Linked DNA regions of Rattus norvegicus: region 1 is linked to region 2. The links are chromatin contacts, called in public Hi-C maps. All regions are on one chromosome and are shown on one strand. The core of a region is the stretch at or near the end of the contact, and the rest is flanking DNA. Distances in the headings are between cores, read along the strand shown.

Region 1 (4,925 bases), core at 767-3,266, 570 kb after region 2:
ACAACTGTCCCATCAATAACTTTAAATACAAAAGATTTCAAATTTGGAGCCTATAATTTTGAAGTTTTACCCACTTGTTCACTAACAAGTAAACTCAAAAATATTATAGAAGCAAAAACAATGTGGGATAAGAAACTGGTAAATGAGTGCCACTGGCAAGAGGCCATATAGGTAAGATGCAAACTAAAACTCAAATAAATACGTATGAGTTCGCTTTATGACTGCTTGAAATTTACTGTGTAGAACAAGCTGGCCTCAAACTTGCAGTAATCCTCCTGCCTCAGCTTCTGGAATCACATGAGCCACCACGCCCAGTTTAACAATCATATTTTTAGAAGACCTCTTTTCTATAGTAAAGTAGTGCGGGGCGAACCCCACAGGTTGAAGGCAAAAAAGTACAACTTGGGAGGTGGGTTATACGCTAAAACAAATAATATTTTAAAATCCACATTTCCCATTTTGATTGCCTATGCAAACAAACTCAATTCTGTAAAATATACTTCAGGCGATTAAAAAGTGGCCGGATATATTTTATGCTCCAGTACTAATGATGATTACAGTCTCGGAGTTGTATCGTCCGTATCACTAGTCTGTATTTTACTGTTACAAACACAGGTAAAAGGAAAACAGGTGGTCGCCTCACAGCTCTGTAGAGCTCATACTGCTTCACATTCATCCAGGGAAATCCTCCTTAAAACACATGCCAAGTTTCACACACAGTAATCAAAAGAAGGCCCCTTTCTATAATATCACAAGTTTCACGTCGGCGGAAAACACTGAATGGTCCAACATATTCCAGGGAAGTGGACAGCTTAAACCATAGCTTGACTAACCAACAGGAAACCCAGAGATCATTAACACGTCAAGGCCTGTAAGAAATAAACGGACGCGACAATTTCCGTGAAGGTTCAGGATAATCAACAACACACCTCACAGGGCTCGGAAAGGAAACACGTAAATCTCTATGGGTCTAGGCCCAACGGCCCAAGGTCACGCCAAATGTGAAGCTGAAAAATTCCAAGCAATGAGCCCCCTGCAGATCAGAGCAACCGTGCCTAGGTTGGAGTCTGGGCTTGGGAACACTCGTGTCGGATCTTTAATGTGAACCCCAACTGAATGCAGCGGCTCCGTGGGCAAACCCCAGAGTGTTTTGGGCCGCATTTCCTCCATTTCCCCAGCCTCCCCCTTCCCAATCGCCCCCACACTCACATCTCCGGAGCCACTTCATCCAATGGTAGACGATTGTACTGTGGTGTTTCTTATTTTCTATACACCAGGACGACAAGCCTTGAATGGATTCCATGGTGTTGGTCACCGACTGGAATTTTCGATCCAACGAGGACTCCAGGGCCCCTGCGGACGAGGCCGACGAGGAGGAGGCCTTACTGCTGCCTCCGCCGCCGCCGGCCGCCATCTTCCCGGTTTGCACAAGCGCCGCTGGTCCTCTGGCGGCGGCGGCGGCGGCGGCGGGAGCGGGCAAAACAATCACTGCGAGTGCGTGAAAGCAGCAGGAGGGGAGGGAGGCCAGGGGGTGGGGATGGTGCACGCGCTAGGCTCTTCTGGAGGTAGGAAGGGTAGCTGCTGGGCACGCTGGCGGCTCCCACACGCTGCAAGGAGGGGCTGCGAGTTGCGAAGGTTTGTCAGTATGGTTCGGGGGTGGTGTTTAAACCAGTAGTCGGGAGAGAACTACGTAGAAAACAGGACCTGCGACGCCTTTCAAAATGCCCAGCGCCGAAAACTAATGGTTTTATCCTCTACGGTCCTCTCAACTCTCAAGGCCCTTCCCTCATCCCGTTGCCCAAACTCCGGTGAGCCAGGGAGGCCTTAGTACCGAAAACGTAATACCGTAATACTACCCGGCTGTCCCTTCGGTTGCAGAAAGCTTTTCCTTTAGATTCTCTACCACAGAAAAGGCCCAAAGCTACCTAGTCAGAATTTTTTTTTTTTTTTTTTTTTTTTTGGCAACGCAATAGCAGCAATGGACCAGCAAAAAAGCAATGCGCACGCGCACGGAAGCCCCGCCCCTCTGCTTCCGAGCGCTGGGAGAGGCGGGTTGGCGCTGCAATCTGACCAATCAAGGGAGGGGTCGGAGAAGCGCGCGCAAGAGTCCTCCGGCCCCAAACGCGGAGGAGGCGCTACGTTTATTTGTGCGCCTGCGCGTTAGTTGTTCGCGTAGCGGGTTGGGAGGAAAACCTGGGAAGGCAGGATGAAGGAGCTGGCGAACCTACGACGTTAATAGCCCGCGTTCGGTGCTCGGCACTGCTTTTGGCTTCATGGTGGGGTTACTCACTTGGGGCCTTTAGCTCACACTAGGCAGAGAAATGCCCATCCTTCTGGGGCCACTGTTTCTGACAGCTGCATTCCCTACCACCCGCAATCGGGGACCTACGCGCGACAAAATGGCTGGCACCCATCTTGCGGCATGGTAGAAGGTGCGCATGCGTCAGATCCAGTAGCCGTTCTCTATGCACTCCTAGACTCCTGCTATACATCCGACTTCGATGACACCATTCACAGCCAGCCGACCGTCTGCATTCTAGAAAGCGGGAATAAGAAAAACGAAATTTTCTCTAAGAGTTAAAAACTTATAGAAGCGAGGAAAGAGTAATTGACAAGATGTGGCTTCTTTGCACAGTTGTAACATCACAATTTCGTAATGCGTTATAGTTTACAAGAGTCTTGAGTATTGGATTTATTAGGATAGCCTCAGTTTAACCATTACATCTGATCTGCCTGTGTGAATCTTTTGGGGAAATTTGGATGTTCGTGTATTCCTACTGAACCCAGCAATTTCATTTTAATTAGGCCAACTCAACAGAAGAGAGATTTTTGAGGCAAGAACCCTGTTTCATCATTTAGAATTAACCTCTCTGTGCCAAGAACTGTTTTAGGATTAGGGAAATGATGGCAAAGCAGACAAAAATTCCTCCAACTTGATTTGGCATCAGGACCAAACCACAAGTATGTGTCAAGGAGTAAGGAGTCCTAAAGAGGTACGAAATAAGCTAAGGGAGAAGGACGGGGGATATGAATAACAATGATGTGACCAGTTTTTAACAAGAGATACTTGAGGAAAAAGCAACCAAGCACAAATGGGTAGGGGAGAAGAGCTGGCAAAAGAACAAGTGCTGATTCCCTAACCCAGGACTGTTAACGTTTTAGAGGAAGAACAAGGAAGCCACTGTGACTAGAAGATACTGAGAAAGCCACTAAGACAAGAGGCAGAAGAGGTCAGAAGCAAAGAGGGCACGTGTAGGGAATTGAAAGCCACTGTTTCTTTTTTGTTTCTTTTGAGGTAAGGTTTCTCTGTGTAGCCCTGGATGTCTTGAAACTTGCTCTGTAGAGTCTGGTGTCCAGCTCGAGATCCTGTCTACCTGCCTCGGTCCTAAGTGCTGAGATTAAAAGCCTGCCACCATGCCCGCCTGACTTTGGGCTCTCTTTCTTTCATCCAAGCTTTGATTTTTATTTCTTAAAAAAGTTGTATATTTATTTTGCTTTCTGACTCTGTGCTTTTGCCTTCAACACTTACACAATGACTTTCTGCTCCTCAATAAGGAAAGCCAGCTTGATCCTGTCACGGTCACACTGGGCACACATGGAGCCACCATAGGCCCTGCTGGCGTGCTTCTTTTTCTTTGACAATCTCACAAGGACTTTGGGTCTCACAGCAGGAACCCCTCGAAGTCTGCCTGGGCACCCATGCAGATTTAGGTGTTTTCCTAACCTTGGAATAAAGGTGAATAGTCCTGTTGCCAGGGGTTCGAGACAGGTACTTTAGTTAGAGGCTATATTGTAGGAGAGCCTACAATGGTTTGTCAAACAGTGGACTGGAAGATCAACTTTGGCTTTCTTAAAAAGAAAAAATTTGGGGTTGGGCATTTAGCTCAGTGGTAGAGCGCTTGCCTAGCAAGCGCAAGGCCCTGGGTTCGGTCCCCAGCTCCGAAAAAAAGAAAAGAAAAAAAGAAAAAAAAGAAAAAAAATTTACAAGAGTTATAAAGACCTTAATGATCCTAGAATCAGGCAACTTCTCCTTTTACGGAAGTTTGGCATTACAGATAGAAAAGGGCTGAGGAAAGAAGAAACAACTAAAAGCAGATTGTTTTCAAGTTATTTTCGTTCCAAAGGTTAAAAGCAGGACTTCCTTATCATGCCAGCTGAAACTGGCCTGCTCCGAGATGACTATTACCTCTTTCCTGGTTTCTTGGGAGATCAAAATAAACAAGTTTCACTTGGTCACATGAGCCTTTAACATGTGATTCCATTTTTATGTGGTTGAGCACTAGCCTGTAAATTCTAACCATCTTTAAATGACATAGTAAGCAAACCCTTTTAATCAGGAGCATTGCTGGAGTATGTGTGTCTGTCTGTCTGTTCATTACTTCTGGCTGAAGAAGAGGACTTCTCAGGTCTTGCTCTGTCTGTTTTATTCCTTACTGTTTTGTCTGTGGCCAGCAAGCTCCAGCAATCCTCCTATCTCTACCCAACACTAGCTGGGATCTGGGTTTGCAGATGCTAACTTCCACACCTGGTTTGTCTTTTTTGTCATTTGCTTTTTTTTTTTTTTGTAGTTCCACCTGGCTTGCTTCAAAGAGATACACTAACCTCTGCCTCCTGAATGCTTCGCCACGGCCATTTATGGTCTTAAACATTCCATTTTTGTGTTAGTGTAATGGTTTCAGAGCAAGGCTGTGTAGCGCAAGAGTAGTGTAAACGAAGCACTTCCCGTTTTTTACTATAAAAGCAGCATGAGGTGATGTTTACAGTTAGCCTACATGAATACAAGGACAGCAAGGGAATACACCTGGTGTTATGTCTTACCATCCTGTGAAAAGAGCCAAGAATATTCCTCCCAGGCTTTTGCCTTTCCCAGGGAGATAATGTGGACGTGCCAGGGCATCCCCTTCATGTCCTGACTTTCAAGTGCG
Region 2 (5,699 bases), core at 3,165-5,664:
CATTTGTGAAGGTCTAATGTTTGATTTTGTTGATGCGGTAGGGCTAGGAAATTAAAGATCCTAAATTTTGCTTAATGGGCAAAAGCTGAGCTGACATACAGAGATTTCTGTACAGTTCTTCTGTGAAATGATGCTAAGTGTTGCTGTCTCTTCTACATCGTAAAGGTACTCACGTGACTGCTGTATTTCTAAAGTGCACGGTTCAGGGGATACCTACTGGGGACCCAAGCTGGCAGGGCCCTAACCTAGAACTGTTAGTGGTGCTTCCTGTTCCCAGGCCTGGGTTCACGTGCTAATTGTACTGATGAGTTAGTCCCTTAAAAAAGATAATTAGATGTGCCCTACCACTGTGCACTCCAAGCAGCGCCTCCTAATAATGAAAAGGTGTTGGACACTGATCTCTCATGGAGCACCCTATAAACAATGCTTAACTTTCAAGCTGCTTTTCATTAACTTTTTGTTCTTGTTGATTGTGTTTCTATGAAGCTTTTTAATTGTTGGCTGTTAACATTCTGTAGAAATACAACAGAAGACAGAGAGCAGCATTTCTGAGATGCTGGGACTTCTCCAACCCACAGAAGAAATAGAACTCAAACACAAAAACAGGCTCCAGGCAGGCCTGACCTAAAAGCCACTCCTTTTATACCTCATGCTTAAATGTGGTTCTGAAGGTTTTATTGGTTACTAACTCTAGACATGTCATTCTTCCAACATGAGATCAGGTCAGACCAATGTGGACAGATTGTCATGTGACGAGAGATAGTTGAGATGAAAGCAACAGATATTTCAAAGCTGTCTTCAGAAAAAACTCTTTAGAAACAAGCATGAGGGGGAAGTATCACAATGAAAGTGAAGTCATCTGGGCATGACAGACATCTGCCTATAATCTCAGCACTCTGGGAAACTGAATCAGGATGATGGTGACCTGGAGGTTGGCCCAAGTGTCACAAGACCATGTTTCAAACCACAAGGGAGTGAAGTTACTTGTGCTGGACCTTCTAAAAGTAACCAATGCCAAGAGCTGTGGGAAAACAGTCCTCATATTTGGTTACTTGACAGGAACGTGTCTTCTAACCTTGGTTCCTATTTATATTCTGATAAAAATTATCTCCTAGAAATTTGTTTTTTTTGGTTTTGGTTTTTTTTTTTTGTGGCTCTCCTTTCCTGCTGCCCTGTCACTCCTGATTTAACCTATAACATCTACATAAATTAAAATGCATTTGTAAGATGACAATTTTTGGGAACAGTGATATATGCATATATATGTATATATATATGTGTGTGTGTATATGTATGTGTGTATGTATATATATATGGCTTTAGCAGGTGAAGATATCTGCTGCCGACCTGATGTCCTGAGTTGGATCCCCAGTTCCCACATCCTCTAAGTTGTCCTCTGATCTCCACATGCATGAAAGTCATGGTGTGTATGTGCGCATGCACACACAGACAAAAGAAAAATTTTTAAGTAAAATAAGAGCATTATGGGGAGACTGGTGGGTCATTCTTCTCCCTCCCCATACATAAAGGCTGGTAGAACCCTAAGACCAGAGAATAACACAGGCGATTTAAATTAATTAATTAGGGGTTGGAGAGATGGCTCAGTGGTTGAGAGCACTGACTGCTCTTCCAGAGGTCCCGAGTTCAAATCCCAGCAACCACATGGTGGCTCACAACCATCTGTAATGAGATCTGATACCCTCTTCTGGTGTCTGAAGACAAATACAGTACTTTCATATAGTAAGTAAATCTTTTTTTTTTTTTTTTTTTGGTTCTTTCTTTCGGAGCTGGGGATCGAACCCAGGGCCTTGCGCTTCCTAGGCAAGCGCTCTACCACTGAGCTAAATCCCCAACCCCAGTAAGTAAATCTTGAAAAAAAAAATAGTTTGTGTGTGTTTCTGTGCGTATTCACTCAAATTGAGTATGTGGAGGCCACAGGACAACCTGCAGGAGTTGGTTCTTTCCTTCTACTCTGTGGACTTTAAGTATCAAACTCAAGGCTCTCAGGCTTGCTGGCCTCATTGGCTACGGTACACTTGCCCAACCAAGACAACCCCAGCGCTCTGAATACTACAGAGGGAAGTGTTCTCCCTTACTGGATATGCATCACATAAACTCCACATGAAAGCTGCTCTAATTTGTATCCTAAGAGTTTTTTTTTTTTTTTTTTTTTGGTTCTTTTTTTCGGAGCTGGGGACCGAACCCAGGGCTTTGCGCTTCCTAGGCAAGCGCTCTACCACTGAGCTAAATCCCCAACCCCCCTAAGAGTTTTTAAAATCCTCTTCCTGGTCGCTCTGTGCTGCGTTGAGTCCAGGGCAATGGGCGTGCTAGACTCACCCTTGCCTCTGAGCTACGCTCCCAACCCTGCCTCCTAGGAATCTGAGGGTGAATAAAATACAAAATGAGACCAGGAGACTTTTCTGGGTCAAGTAGCACAGGCTGGCCTTGAATATCTGGATCTTACTATCTCCTCTTTTCAAGTACTGAGTGCTTACTTAGTTTTAAGAAGTTTCAAGAAATATTTTAATAACCATGGAGAGCCTGAGCACTTGACAAAGCAGCCCACTACCAAAGAATAATAACTTTTGTTTATAATTTGGGTGTGGGGGCTAGAGAGATGGCTTAGTGGTTATGAGCACTGACTGCTCCTCTTAGAGGTCCTGATTTCAAATCCCAGCAACCACATGGTGGCTCACAATCATCTATAATGAGATCTGATGCCCTCTTCTGGTGTGTCTGAACACAGCTGCAGTGTACTTATATAATAAATAAATAAATACATCTTTAAAAAAATAATTTGGGTGTGGTGGTTTGCTCTTTTCAAAGCATGTATAAAAACATGGCTCACCTCAGTAATCCCAACACTCCAGTGACTAAGGTTAGTGGATAGCTGCAAGGCAGCCAACCTGAACTACAAAGTAAGACTCAAATATTGGGATGGAAACTAGAGAAAAGCCTTTATAAGAAGAGGGCGACGAACAGAATTATGCCTGGAGGAACTCTGTGACAACAGGTGCACACCAATGGGAAAGGACGGGCAATTAAAGAGTTTGCAGTCTATGCTTTTTTTCCTTTCCTTTCCTTTTTCTTTCCCCCACGCAGTCCCACTGGGAGGCCAGCTGTACAAGCATCTGGGTTAAGAACTGGAGATAAGGCCGTAACTGCTCTTGTTCAGTTTATGAACTTACTAAAGCTTCACGTTATTACTGGACTTAGAAACGTATAGAGTTTCCACTTCCTCCTCAGTCATATATCCCTCAGTTTTTCACATCAGCACCCTGCCAAACCAAGGGGCAACCAACCAACTTGCAAGAGGAGGGAGTCCCAGTCTGAGTCTAGCGGCAGCCTGGACTCCTGCTGCACACTGCCCTCTAGTGGTCACCCCAGGTGGCCTTGGCTTCCCGGAGTCCAGCTCCCCAGCCCCAGGTCTTCCACCCACCCTCTTCACCTCCCAGTCCCCTCCCCTTCCTCCCGACAGCATCCCCTTCCTCTTGGTCCTTCTCCCCCCCCCGCCGCCGCCCCCGCTCCGGCAGTCTCCAGGCCGGCGCCCACAGGGCCGGGCCGGACCGGCCACTTGTCACGGCACCTTCCATCGCAGTTCGGACGCTCCGGAACCCCGCGTGTCCTTCCCCCTCACCTAGTCCGGAGCGCTGCCGGCTTCGCTCTCACTGGGCCCGCCAGTTTGGTCCCGTTTCTTTCTCTAGTTAAGATTCCTTGCCAGTGGCTTCACTTTTTGGCCTTTTCACATATGCATATTTGGGGGGCCCTTACCCCCCCTCGCGGAGAAATGGAGGCAATAAAATGGCGGACCCGGAAGTGAAGGCGCTGTGACTATGCGTCCTGGCGGAGGAATCTGAAGGAAATGACTTAGCAAAGCCAATTAGCCCTGCTCTCAGAACCGCAAACGCACCTCTGAGTCTGATTTCTTCTTACTGAAAACCTCTTGAGCTGGAAAAGCGTATACCGAGGGCATCCTGAACGGGACTACTTAGCGAGGCGCAGGATCAATGATTACGTGGCTTACGTGAGACATAGTTCCGGCAGGGGACGGGCCGAGATGGTAGTTTTGGCGCCAACACGTGCTGTGGGGAAACTAGGTTACTGGTGCCGCTCACTCTACCATCTCACTTGTTCTCCGCAGGGCTAACTTTAGGGTTGGGGGAGAATCTTGCTTCCGCCTCGATGAAGCTGTTTGAGACATTCCTGGTTATACACTCCTGTCTGACCCGACACTTTCCTGGTGTCCTAAATATTTATCAGGAGAGAGAGAAAAACCCAAAACTTTTGGAGAGACTAGAAGAGGATAGAACAAAATTGCAAGTCTTTTTAGCCACTAAATTTACCAGTATATCTTGGTTTCTCGTCACCATTTTAACCAGTGAAAGAACTGAGAGAAACCAGGGAGAAACGGCACTGGAAAGATAGTTCAGGGTTTAAGAGCACTGACTACTCCAGGAGACCCAGATTCAATTCCCAGCACCCACAGAACAGCTTTACAACTGTGTAACTCCAAAATCTGACACCCTCCCACAAGCATTACATTCAGACAAAACAGCAATGCACATAAAGTAAAAATTTAAAAATTAAATCAGTAACAAACATACCTTTAATTGCAGCAGGAGGCAGAGATTCCCCTAATTCAATGCCAAATTGCTAGGCCCAAAATTTAAACAAGCTGGGCGTGGTGGCACACCCCAGCAGAACCAGGTGGATTTCTGAGTTCAAGGCCAGCCTGGTCTCCATACAAAGCCACACAAACAAGTTTAAAGATTAACAATGGGCTTGGGGGCATGGCTTGTCACTCAGGAGCACTGGCTGCTTACAGAGGAACTCTAGCAGGGTCTTGTAGATGCTTGGCAAGCACTTCTACCACCAAGCTATGTCCAAATCCCAAATTATTCTTCAAAGCCAAATATTAGATGAAAAGGGAAAACCAGATGTGGAAGCACAAGTAATTTCTGGGATCTGTAGTATTTCACTGGAATTGAGAAAACTAAGCCCAGACTTAGGATTTAACGTCTTTATTACATAAATGAATAAATGGCTCCACGATTCAGCCGCAATAGCTTTGGAAGGAATGGGGACAGGGGTAGGGTCTGAATGTAACTGCTTATTTCACGGTCTTATGGTAGCTGAAGAACTGGGTCCAGGAACCACTGATTCCTATCACATACTGCACCTCCATGAAGGCAAAGCTACAATACCAAGGACCAAAAAACTGCGCCTGCTCCACGACTAAATCGCAATTTTATATAAATTCTTCTACTGCTACTCTGGCTTTCCTTTTGATCAGATACATCTTTTGCCTTTTAGGAAGTAAGTATTCTAATAGTAAAGATTCCCCATGAAGACTCAAATCTGATTTTCCCAACATTTCCAACCCGCAGCAGGAAGCAGAGCTGTGAGCTGGAGTTAAAGGAACGATCTCTGAACCGATAGGATGCGTTCCTCATGTCCGGTCTCTTGTGTTCACCGGTAACTACCGCCACGATCCCGGGGAAGAGAATGCACTGCAAGCAGCAGCAGAACTTAGCCTTTTAGAAATCCTGTTTTGTCTCAAGACTTCAGGTTCTCACTACTTCTCAAAGCAGTATTACTGACCTGGTGCTGAAAATTAGGGAGGTTCAAGTAATCTTTGAAGCAGATTAAAATGTAACAACAACAAAACAAGAAAAAAAACTGGTCTCCCATTTTGCACA

What was found. A called contact is a pair of places that touch in the nucleus more often than the background predicts.
Region 1: a Hi-C map of liver shows a contact between it and region 2, with 2.6 times the contacts expected there. The contact joins the promoter of Rprd2 here to the promoter of Gabpb2 in region 2. A contact is called at or near these places in 1 of 12 Hi-C or Micro-C datasets (liver) and 1 of 1 datasets of contacts at active chromatin or transcription factors (oligodendrocytes).

Annotation. Positions count from the first base shown.
Region 1 is chr2:186,054,927-186,059,851 of GRCr8, forward strand. Rprd2 (regulation of nuclear pre-mRNA domain containing 2) reads right to left here and starts at 2,017. Exons shown (of 11, transcript NM_001427343.1): 1 at 1,210-2,017. The coding sequence starts at 1,414.
Region 2 is chr2:185,479,786-185,485,484 of GRCr8, forward strand. It overlaps Gabpb2 (GA binding protein transcription factor subunit beta 2), which reads right to left and starts at 4,415. Exons shown (of 8, transcript XM_227439.9): 1 at 3,638-4,415. Mllt11 (MLLT11, transcription factor 7 cofactor) reads right to left here. Exons shown (of 2, transcript NM_001013912.1): 2 at 5,006-5,699.